Regions from separate parts of the Mus musculus genome. Here all the other regions are linked to region 2. The links are chromatin contacts, called in public promoter capture Hi-C maps. All regions are on one chromosome and are shown on one strand. The core of a region is the stretch at or near the end of the contact, and the rest is flanking DNA. Distances in the headings are between cores, read along the strand shown.

Evidence for each region. Promoter capture Hi-C pulls out the DNA fragments that hold promoters and counts their contacts.
Region 1: a contact with region 2 is called in a promoter capture Hi-C map of stem cell-derived epiblast-like cells, with 4 times the contacts expected there. The contact joins the promoter of Pcnp here to the promoter of Tmem45a in region 2. A contact is called at or near these places in 9 of 39 promoter capture datasets (the 3T3-L1 cell line, cranial neural crest, embryonic stem cells and 6 more).
Region 3: a promoter capture Hi-C map of hippocampal neurons shows a contact between it and region 2, with 2.2 times the contacts expected there. The contact joins the promoter of Cmss1 here to the promoter of Tmem45a in region 2. A contact is called at or near these places in 4 of 39 promoter capture datasets (the 3T3-L1 cell line, embryonic stem cells and hippocampal neurons).
Region 4: a promoter capture Hi-C map of the 3T3-L1 cell line shows a contact between it and region 2, with 6 times the contacts expected there. The contact joins the promoter of Rpl24 here to the promoter of Tmem45a in region 2. A contact is called at or near these places in 4 of 39 promoter capture datasets (the 3T3-L1 cell line, cranial neural crest and maxillary cranial neural crest) and 1 of 115 datasets of contacts at active chromatin or transcription factors (embryonic stem cells).

What each region holds. Positions count from the first base shown.
Region 1 is chr16:56,028,357-56,031,056 of GRCm38.p6, forward strand. Pcnp (PEST proteolytic signal containing nuclear protein) reads right to left here and starts at 1,361. Exons shown (of 5, transcript NM_001024622.2): 1 at 1,247-1,361. The coding sequence starts at 1,310.
Region 2 is chr16:56,884,835-56,887,534 of GRCm38.p6, forward strand. It overlaps Tmem45a (transmembrane protein 45a), which reads right to left and starts at 1,329. Exons shown (of 6, transcript NM_019631.3): 1 at 979-1,329.
Region 3 is chr16:57,605,593-57,608,292 of GRCm38.p6, forward strand. Cmss1 (cms small ribosomal subunit 1) reads right to left here and starts at 1,275. Exons shown (of 10, transcript NM_025599.3): 1 at 1,074-1,275. The coding sequence starts at 1,134.
Region 4 is chr16:55,964,836-55,967,535 of GRCm38.p6, forward strand. It overlaps Rpl24 (ribosomal protein L24), which reads left to right and starts at 1,440. Exons shown (of 6, transcript NM_024218.4): 1 at 1,440-1,603; 2 at 1,712-1,787; 3 at 2,225-2,335. The coding sequence starts at 1,599. It overlaps Gm6958 (MLV-related proviral Env polyprotein-like), which reads left to right. Exons shown (of 1, transcript XM_001480210.4): 1 at 1-213.

The sequences.
Region 1 (2,700 bases), core at 111-2,610, 860 kb before region 2:
ACACTGCATACATACACACGAATTTCTTTAGACGTTTAAGGTACATTTTAGCAGTACCTTAAAACGATGTTCTCAGTCAAGGCAAAAGGACCTTAAGTTCAAGGCCACCCCAAGATACTTTAGGCTATAGTTTTTCCTCAAACTACTTTTAACATATAGAAGGTCTAAAGTAAGAACTAAAATCATTAGCTATTTTACTAGTTTATTTTTAAAAAAAAACAAAATGAGGAAGAGACCTGAGAAAGTGGCCGTGGCTTGTAATTCCAGTACTCAGGAAGCCAGAGCTAAATGAGCTCCTAGCTCAAACCGGGGGTGGGGTGGGGGCGGGGGTGTTCGGCAATTAACAAACTTGGTAGACCCTACTTTTGGCCTTTATGCGATACTGAACCTATATGTTCTCACATTTAAGTATTTCAAGGATAAGCCCGAAGAAAGCCAGAACAGTGAAAGGCTAAAACATTCTAAGCATGTGCTAATTATCCTTCCGACAAAAGGGCGTAGGGGAAAAGAGACTACGCATTTCTTTTCCTTTATGTACACCATCAAAAATTACGGGGGTAGGAGGAACGAAAAGATAGCTATAATCTGAGTTTAATTTCGCGACAAATTACAGGAAGATCACACCTTCCTACCACGCCAACGAAATATCTGACATAGACTCCGCTGCTGGCAGCCTAAGAAAGATACCGGAAAGAAAGCGAATCAAACCCTAATTTCAAGCGTTTGCTGCTTGAGCCAGATTCCCCTCTCCCCTGCATCGCCTCGACTTATGCCATCGCAGGGTTTATAAATGTTATGTCTGAAAATACAGCAGAGAGTGGGCTGGGGTCTTCCACCTCCGCAGCGAAAAAGAGAGCATCAACCCTCGTTACGTGTAACCGAGAGGCCGGCGACCTCGGAAAGCCGGCATGCGGCCAGTGCCCGCGGCGGCTCGGCGCTCGTGCGGCGGCCTGAGTGCGCAGCGGGCCCTGAGCTCTCTGCTGTTCGGACTCCCGGGCCAAGCTCCCACCTCCCTTCGCACCGCCCGGTGGTAACCGGCGGCCTCTCTGATTAGGCGACGCGGACCTCGATCTCCCCCGCGGGCCACACCGGGCGTGCCCGGCACTCATCAGGGCCCAGCCCCTGGCCGGGCGAGCGCCAGCTCCGCCGGCTCCTGCGATGCCGGAAAGCCCCCCAACCCGCCCTGGGAACCCCAAAGAAAGGCCGGAGTAGCCCCCGTAGCCCGCGACGCTGGGGTTGTGTTCACCTCCGGCGGCTCCGGCTCGCTGCGGCTTCTCTGGCTTCTCCTCTCCCGCCTTCCCGTCCGCCATCTTCCTCGCCGCGGCCTCCCCCTGCAGCCCGGGCAAGAACGTCACGGCCCCGCCCAGCAACCACAAAGCTTCGGGCGGGCCAGCGAGGCCGCAGCCTAGAGAGGACCTGGAACCCGAGACGGGGACGGATGTGACGTCGTTGGCTGGAACGAGGTGTGTGGTGACGGCTATGGAGGACTGGGCGGTGGGATGGCACGTCCGGGTTAGTACGGACTCACCGATCGTGGAACGGTGGGTTCAATCCTAGGTGCTTCCACGCTCAGCGGTGGTCGCGGCTGGTCCTTCATTTTACGGGATAGGGCTGTGTTCTTACAGAGAAACGTCAGCAGTTAACGGACGCTGTCTTAGTGTTGACACCGTCCAGTGCGGTCCGGTGTGCAATTATCGTTTCCATTTGTGCAATGACACCGAAAAGAGACTTATGGAAGATCACGTCGTAGAGCCTTACGGAAATTGGGGCGGAAGAAATTTCCGCGGCTTTTGCATTCGTGAAAAATTCAGCGTGAGAGTTGTAGCAAGCAAGCAAACATTAAAAGCAGAAATAGGTATACGTGGAGGTCAAGGGCGCTTCCTGCTGTTTCAGAGGACAGTTCAATTCCCAGTTGGGTGGTCTACAGTTAACTGATAACTCCAGTTCCAGAAATCCGACTACTAAGAGTTCACACTCACTTGCATATATTCAAACACCTGTTTAAAAAAAAATACATAAAAAACAAACAAAATCCCCGGCTACACTCCGAAGGGCAGGAGCTGTCTTTCTTACGGAGAAGGGTAGTTTGCTCTACTGCAGTTTGGAGATGTCGGCTTTGTATCTACCCTATTCCACTCATCCCTTCTCTAATAACGTTTAAAATACGCCCCAGCCCAGCTTCAACGTTCGGAATTGCTTTGAATTAGAAGTTATTCACTTCTTGGTGTTTTTCAAGGAGTTTTCTTTACTCCTATAAAACTGTCTGGAGTAAAACTGTCTGCTGGTTAAATCGCCCTATTCTTTCAAGGTAAAAGTATCCGACAGAGTTTTATCATAAAAGCTAGTGCCAGTCTTGTCTCTTAACCTTCATGGACACAATGAACAGCACAAGAGTTGTCTTGTAGCGTTCCCTGCCTCTGTGCTAGCACCAGCACTTGTCTTATACTCAACAGTAAAATACAGGACTCGTCTCTTCCAGATTGGAAACACCTGTTAAGTCCTGCCTCTCCTAGAAACCTTTAGTAGATTCATTTAGTGTCAATGAAATCCATGCATCAAGTATGCTACAGCCTCATCTGTTTCTTACTTCTTTTTCTCTATACTCATTCCTCTGCCCAAATTTGGTCAATTCCTAGCCTGTAATATACACCCAGTATTAGAGAATATAGTTCATTCTGTCCTCCAAGCAACATTGAGTGT
Region 2 (2,700 bases), core at 79-2,578:
TCTAAAAGTAATCATTTCTGCTCTAAATTCCCAAATGGTGCTTTAAGAGCCAGAAGCTAAAGATCTACTTGAGTCAAATCTTCCCCAAACAGTAACCAGCATGCAACAGAACTCTGAACTTCGGAACATTACTCAGGCAGAGGGAACCATAGATGTTTCAGAAGGAATGGGCCTTGAGCCACCAGCAGGTCAGCATTTTCCACCACCTCATTGCTAAATCATGACGTATAAAGTAGAACTATCTGTAAGCGCGCACGTATAATAAACACCGTGGATATTATTTTTGATGGAACAACAGGTTAAGTATGTAATTATAGGATTGCAGACACACAGAGAGGTCTATCACTTATTTAATTATTTTGTTAGTAACCTAAGAGGAATTTAGATCTCCCTCTTTGAGATATGATATTGGCACTTTCAACTACAAACTTAAGTGAAGGATCCAGTAAGTCCTTTATAAGATTCAAGTTTTAAATAATTTGTCAAACGTTGTGTTAATTCTAAATACACCAGAGAGTTTTCTCAGTCATCCATCAAAATAGTGGAGGACAGGAGGGGGAGGAGGAAGAAGAAGAGCAAGAGAATGAAGAAGAGTTAGAAGAAGGAAGAGAAGGAGAAGAAGAGGAAGAAGAGAAGGAGGAGGAAGAAGGAGAAGGAGAAGGGAGGAAAAGAAAGGAGAAGAAGTCGAGAAGAATAACTTTAGGATGAAGAAAGGTTTACAACAAAACACCAGTCAAAATTTTGTTCCCAAGAAATCTTATATGAGCACCAACTCTCCAACCCTCATCAATTTTAAAATGCAAACCAAACATTTCCCCAAAAACAGAAAAGAAAGAAGCCCGATATCCTTACAGTCTTTCCCAGCATGAGATGTTTTTCTCCCCTTAACAAACAGAAGTCTGGCAAGAAGAGCAAAGGCACAGGCTAGAGAGCTCAGCAGGACAAGGAGGAAGATGTCCCCAAGTCTCCACAACTTACCCAACTTGTCCTGTTTGCGCACACCTTACTCTCCCCACTTTGTCAGTTAGGATCAGAAGGCAGCTGAGCTTTGGTTGCTGTTTCTGTTCTTTTGATCTCAAAGCCCCATGAAAACTAAACTGTGTTGAATGTGATGTGGCCTCGCCTCACATGGGGGGTGGGGGGGAGGGAGAGAAAAAGATTCAAGCGTGGGTTGCTTATTGCTTCTTGGGGAAAAAAAAATTAAGTAGTAAGTGGCTAGCAGGAGGCTACGTGGGGGACGTGCCTTGCGGGTGGCAGGCCTGGAAGAGGCCCACAAACTTTCTCAGCACAGCTGTCCAGATGTGCTTCATCTGGTTTCCCCGGCGGGGCACTGACTGGGGTTGCAGTTGGAGGCAAAGCCTCCTCTCTGATTGCCGATTGGTGGAGCAGCCCGCCACTCCTGCGGGCTCAATCTGCCTCCACCCACTGGGCCACTCGCATCCTAGAAAGGAACTTAGCTGGGCGCGCTGTGCAGTCGCTGATGTGGCACTGCGTGGCAGTGGGGTCTGGGGTGGGGTAGTTGGAAGGGTCGCTAGAACTCAGAGCTTGCCCCTGCCCTTGGTCCGTGAGGGCAGGCCTTCTAAGGGACTAGTTTGTTTAAGCAGGGGGGTCGTTATCGTTTGGGACAAGAATCAGGATGAGTAGCTTAAGGGGGCAGGCATTTCCAAATAGAAGGGGTTGGAGAAGTACCGTACCCACGCCTTCAAATGGGCGGTCCAGTCCCGCCTCAAAGATTTTCTATCCACACCTTCTCTGGCAAAAGAAAAGTGGGTGTCCGAGAGCGCTATTTTGGGATAAAGGTTCAGGAATAATGAACCTTTTAGTAAGACGTGAGCTATTCAGAAATGTGGTCGTTTCTGTGAAGAAGCCCTGGGTGAGTGCAAAAAAAAAAAAAAAAAAAAAAAAAAGCTTAAAAGAAAAGGGCGGTGGGGAGGAAATGCTTGAGGATCTTTTACAGCTGAAAGGAGTAATGGTTGGGAAGACATCGCGAACTCTCATTTTGATGTCTGAGGACTGTAGAATTGCACCAAACATGTTTGATTGTGTATGAAGTCATTCGTGTCCTGTGGTGAGCTTTCAGAATCATCTGTGCTCAGTGGTGCACATTCTGTCATGGGAAGCTGCTTCACAATGGGCTGGTCATCAAGGAAGGATTAGCTAGCTTTTCATACATTACCGTCAACAGACATCATGTTTGTTGACTACTAGGACAGGCTCCTCACAAAAGAAAAAAAGATTGCTTCCGTTTGCAGGAATGTAGATTCAAGTTTCTCATGGCTATACATAATTGGCCCCCTTGGACATCTACAGAAGCCAGAAGGAAGAGACTCTGGAAGGCTGACAGAAGGTAGACCCACTAGAAATCCCAGCATTCAGGGAACCACATTATGGTGAGGCCATAGGCTTGGCTTCTAATCCACTGACGCTGAAGATGTCAGTCTGCACCTAGAATGTCCACAGAGGACATGTATTAAAGCCTGAGAAAGTGGAACCATTAACGTCAAGACATGATAGGAAGAAGTTAGACCACTGTGAAGCGTTATCTTTCTTTCTTTCTTTTTTTTTTCTTTTTAAAAATATTTTAACTTATTCACTTTACATCCGGCTTACTGCCCCCCACTCCCAGTCATCTCCTCTCACAATCCTTCCCCCATCCTTGCTCCCCTTCTACTCTGAGCAGGTGGAACCCCCCCCCCACAC
Region 3 (2,700 bases), core at 25-2,524, 720 kb after region 2:
TCAGTTTCACACTGAGAAATGGTCTAAACGTGTTAACTCTGTTTGCTATCATGTGAGATGGTACTGAGATCAAAATAAATGGAAATATGACATTGACCCTACCATCTAAAACTAGAGACAGGTGGACCTTGGATCCTTGGAGGGTGACTTGAGACAGTAACAATAGAAGTAGCTATCGCATGGTTAAGTCTTATGGGGCATGAAATGTTCAAGGCCACTGGAGTGGGGGGGTTACTTAATGCTACTTTACTTGAAAATAAAATGCCTACTGCACACAGAATGGGTACACATAGTACACCATAATAGAAACTGTTGGAGCCGAGCAGTGGTGGTTCACACCTTTAATCTCGGCACTTGGGAGACAGAAGCAGGCGGATTTCTGAGTTCGAGGCCAGCCTGGTCTACAGAATGAGTTCCAGGACAGCCAGGGCTACACAGAGAAACCCTGTCTAAAAAAAAAAAAAAAAGAAAGAAAGAAAAGAAAAGAAAAGAAAAGAAAAGAAAAGAAAAGAAAAGAAAAGAATTTGCTGTAAAGCAGAAGAGTTAAGCCCCTTGCTGGCTCGAACTACACATGATAAAGAACACGCTACTTTAATATTTTGTACATATACTACACGCCAAAAATTGTGTTGTGCTATACAACTTTAAATTACCTTCACTACATCTTCACAATTTTTTGGAGAGAATTACTCCTTTCACACGTGAGGAAAAAGGAGAATGTGTCGGAGTATCAGAGTCTGTGATTTGAATTCCCAATCTGAACCTAGTTCAGGGATTACTGGTAACCACTATGACAAACTGTACAGAAACGGTCTATCTAGTCTCAAGAAAATAGTAAAAAGTCTAGAAAACCAGAGCGCAGGAAGTAGCCCTCTCAGACTGGCAGGCGGCGACGGGGTCCCTCTCGTTCCACGTGTGACACGGTGTTGTCCCTCCCCAGTTCCCGCGCCGTCCCATGTTCCCACGGCTCCGCGCTCCACCTCCGGGCAGACCGCCACGACTGCCACACGCGGGTAAGGCAGCTGAGGCGAGGACCAGGGCAGGAGGAACGAGGGAGGCGGGCGAGAGCTTACCTGGGCTGCTGGCGGCTGCCGGCTGGTTCTCCCACCACTCGTCTCCCAGATCGTCTGCCATCCCCGTGAGACCCGGACGCGAACTGACAACCAGATGAAAGCAAGGCGGCCGCTCGCGCTCCTGGGCTCAGCTTCACTGGCGGCGTTAGCAACGCTACACGCGGAAAAACCAAGGAACTCCGTCGCCCGCGCCACTGGAGATGACGTCACAGACGCCACGCCCCCCCAGCTGCGGCAGCCAGGGGTGTCGCCGTTTCCACACAGGCTCAGACGTTCAAGATCGGCCTAGAAACTCCAAATAAATGCTCTGTTGAGCCTAGAAATACAAGAAAAGAGTTACCATCGGTTTGGGTTATTTTTTTTTAATATTTAAGTATTTTGTTTTGGTTTATGGCCGAAAAGCCGATGTCGAAAGTGCAAGAACGGATGCTAAGACGATTTTTCTCTGTTGGATTTCAAAGAGCTTGCACCGCGGGAGGAGACCCGAGCACGTGGATGTGTTTTCACTTGGTTGTCAGGGTTCTGGCGTTCCAGCGCCTGTGCAGTTTGTCCTTAGAAACGCACCTGAGAGTTGCTGACGATGAATGTCGGAACTTGGTTGTACATGTGAACGTTGCTGCTCTTTTTCTACAACTTAAGAGGGACGAATATCCTGAAGACCTGAAACATACCACTTCTCTATTTAAAATACTTAATCAGGTTTTGATATTCTCTTTAGAGGACTTGGATTGTGATCTGTCCCATTCAGTACCATGGCCCTTGGAACATGAATAGAACTTGGGGCCTGGTGTGGTGGCGCACGCCTTTAATCCCAGCAATCTGGGAAGCAGAGGCAAGCAGATTCCTTGAGTTGAAGGCCAGCCTGGTCTACAGGGGAGTTCCAGGACACCCAAGACTCTGCAGAGACATCCTGTGGAGGAGGAGGAGAATTGTTTTATTCAACAGTACATTTGTTTCTGTCATCTCCATTAGCCATCTGCCTGACAACAGGTATTAAGAGGTCAGGAAGGCCACAGGCCAAATGCAGCGATTGAGTTGTTTGTACCGGTGCTCATAAGTTACTTTTATAGTAGAACGCTTTGGACAACATAAACTAACCAGAAAGAAAGAGTGGCTTTAATATGGTGCGTCTATACATTCATACTTCGTGTATTTGCTAATTCACCCTTTATAGAAAAAAATACAAGCTCTATTGAATAAACAATATAAATTGTATCTTCCCTTTAACTGTTTTGTTACCAGTAAATAGATATCTGGGTTTATAAGTTAGCCTACCCTAACCCCACCTCCAACTCCAACACCCATATCTGGTACTGTAGAATCCAAAATAAGTTCAAGACCACCCAGCCTCTTCCCCTCTGAAGGGACTTTCAGAAACATAGCAGTCAAAATGACTGAGTCTACAGCTGCCAAAACAAAATGAGCTGTTCTTAGAAAAATAACCATAACAAGATAGCAATTTCCAGAGAAATCCCCCTACCCTGCCCCACACTGAATTCTGAGAAAGACTACAAACCACCCTGACCTTTCTAAAATTCCCTGTGACATTAAGAGCTGTGATGTTAATAGCTGACCTATAAGATCAAAATGTAGTGCTGCTTTGCTGATAATAACCCACCATAAGGGC
Region 4 (2,700 bases), core at 190-2,689, 920 kb before region 2:
TCAACAAGTGCTCTTACAAGCTGAAACATCTTTCCAGGCCCTAAAATAGCTTTTCTTTCTTCTTAAGATTTATTTATTTTTACGTTCATTGGTGTTTTGCCTGTATGTATGTCTATGAGAAGGTGCCAGGTCCCCTGGAACTGGATTTACAGTTATTGAGTTGCCGTCTGGGTACTGGGAATTGAAGTCAGGTCCTTTGGACGAGTTGCCAGCGCTCCTAACTGCTGAGCCATCTCTCCAGCCCCATAAAATAACTTTATTTTTCCTTTATTTTATTTTCGGTTTTTAGAGACAAGGTCTGTGTGTAGCCTTGGATGTCTTGTAACTCCCTGTGGGCGAGGCTGGCCTCAAAAGTCTTAGTGACCAGCCTGACTCTTCTGGGATTAAGGCTGTGCCTCCACCGGCTGGCTAGCATAGCTTTTCTTTTTTTTTTTTTTTCTTTTTCTTTTTTTCTTTTTTTGCCTGTGTGTGTGTGTGTTTGTGTGTGTGTGTGTGTGTGTGTGTGTGTGTGTATGTAAGTACACTCATGAGTTCGGGGTCAGGCAGCTAGCTGGAGTTACAGGTGGCTGAACTCTGGTCGTCTTCAATAGTTGTATGTATTCTTAACCTGCTCACCTTTCCAACTCGTAACTTCAGGTTTTGAGACAGGGTCTCACACTGTAACCAAGGCTGGCCTCAAACTTGTAGTAGTCCCGCCTTAGTTCCTGAGTGCTCGTATTACAAGTGTTGGCAATCTATTTGAACTAGTGATTAATTACTTTTAGTTTTTGATACAGGGGGTCACTATTTATGTACCGTTGGAACTCTTACTACTATGTAGACCAGCCTGCCAGTGCGTCTTCAGAGAGCTGAGATTAAAAGCTTGCCCCACAGTGGCGGGCTCTAATATTTTTTGGAGGTGGGGATTTAATTCAGGGTTTTGCGTACCACTCGTGCTATCCCTGGGCCACGCTGTCGGCCGCTACGATTTTTTTCTTTCTTTTTCTTTTTTTTTTTTTTTGGTTTTTCGAGACAGGGTTTCTCTGTGCAGCCCTGGCTGTCCTGGAACTCACTTTGTAGACCAGGCTGGCCTTGAACTCAGAAATCCACCTGCCTCTGCCTCCCAAGTGCTGGGATTAAAGGCGTGCGGCACCACTGCCCGGCAGGCCGCTACGATTTATTTTTGTTTCAAGGAATAATCCAAAGCCAAATGCAAAAAGTGACCTTCAGGTTTTACCTGCGAGATAAAAACTGGTCTGGGCTTCGTAAGAGGAGGAAAGACACGTAGAACATCCTTGTCTCTTGTTTATTAAATCCTGCGAAATGCTGGCTTTAGATTCTAGAACACTAGCCTGGAGGAAATAAAATGGCACAGAACCCAAGCCAAGAACCAACTTGGACCTTAAACGAACACCTCAAACCCACTCCCCGCCAATGCTGTAGGAAGAAAGCTGTTGCTAGGAAACAGACTGGGCGCTCGGAAGTGACATCATCTCTGGGCGCCGGGGTCAAGGAAGGGAATTTAGGGAGGAGATTCTCTCCCTCTGCCCTATAAGGTTCTCCCATGATTCTTTCTTTCTCTTCGCCATCTTTACCCCGGCAGGCCGACATCTATCACCATGAAGTAAGCGGGCGCCCGGTGTCCCAATCCGCCTCCATCCTGAGGCCGAGCTACCGGGGATGGCTCCTCTTTGCAGCGCACATACTAACGAGCTTCGCCTTTTCCTTCCAGGGTCGAGCTGTGCAGTTTCAGCGGGTACAAGATCTACCCGGGACACGGGCGGCGCTACGCCAGGACCGACGGGAAGGTAAAGGCCGGCTGGGCCGAGCGCGGCTCGGGACGCTGGGAGTAGAAGGACGGTCCTCTCTCCCCGAAGGCCCCGGGACCGCGTGTGGGATGGGAAACTTGAGGGAATATGGATGGTGTGTAAACCAGGCTGGAAATGAGTGCTGTATGTAACCAATGGGAAAGGGAAATGGGCTTCAGGTCTTTTGGAGTCGGAGAGGGCTCAGAGCCAGATTTCTTTGAGTTTAGCGCCACCCGACCCTTTGCGACTAGTGTAGATTTTTCGGCTCCTGAGAAGACTGTAGCATTGATGCCACCCTGTCATTTGTGTCACAAAGAGGTCTCTTGCCTCCTTTATATATTTATATATTGAGAAGAGAGAAGTAGAATAAAGCTGGAGGAGGACGTCAGTCTCCACTTTGTGTAAAAGGATGACTAATTTGAATTTGTTAACTGCAGGTTTTCCAGTTTCTTAATGCAAAATGTGAGTCAGCATTCCTTTCCAAAAGGAATCCTCGGCAGATAAACTGGACTGTCCTCTACAGAAGGAAACACAAGAAAGGGCAGTCGGTAAGTGGAATGCAGCTTGCTAGTAGCCTCTTTTAAAGTTACACTGTCAGATTTTGCCAGGTTAAATTTTGGTTAAACAAAACTATGCAATGTGCTCTTGAACTAAACCATCAGACAGTAGCAGAACTTGTTAGTGTGGCCTTGGGTACCATAGCCTTCCAAGCTGTGTGTTGAAATTTGAAATGATTCCTCTCTGTAAGCTTCATTTTGGGTTGAAGAGGCCCTTAGGGGATGGTAGGTGTTGCTCTGGGTGGAGGTGTGGTGCTAGGACAACAGCTAATAGTTAGGCTTGGCATGTGTGAGCCTCGTTAAATAGATTCTAGCTGGGTATTATAGTAAACAGTGGTCCCAGATGTGAAATATGT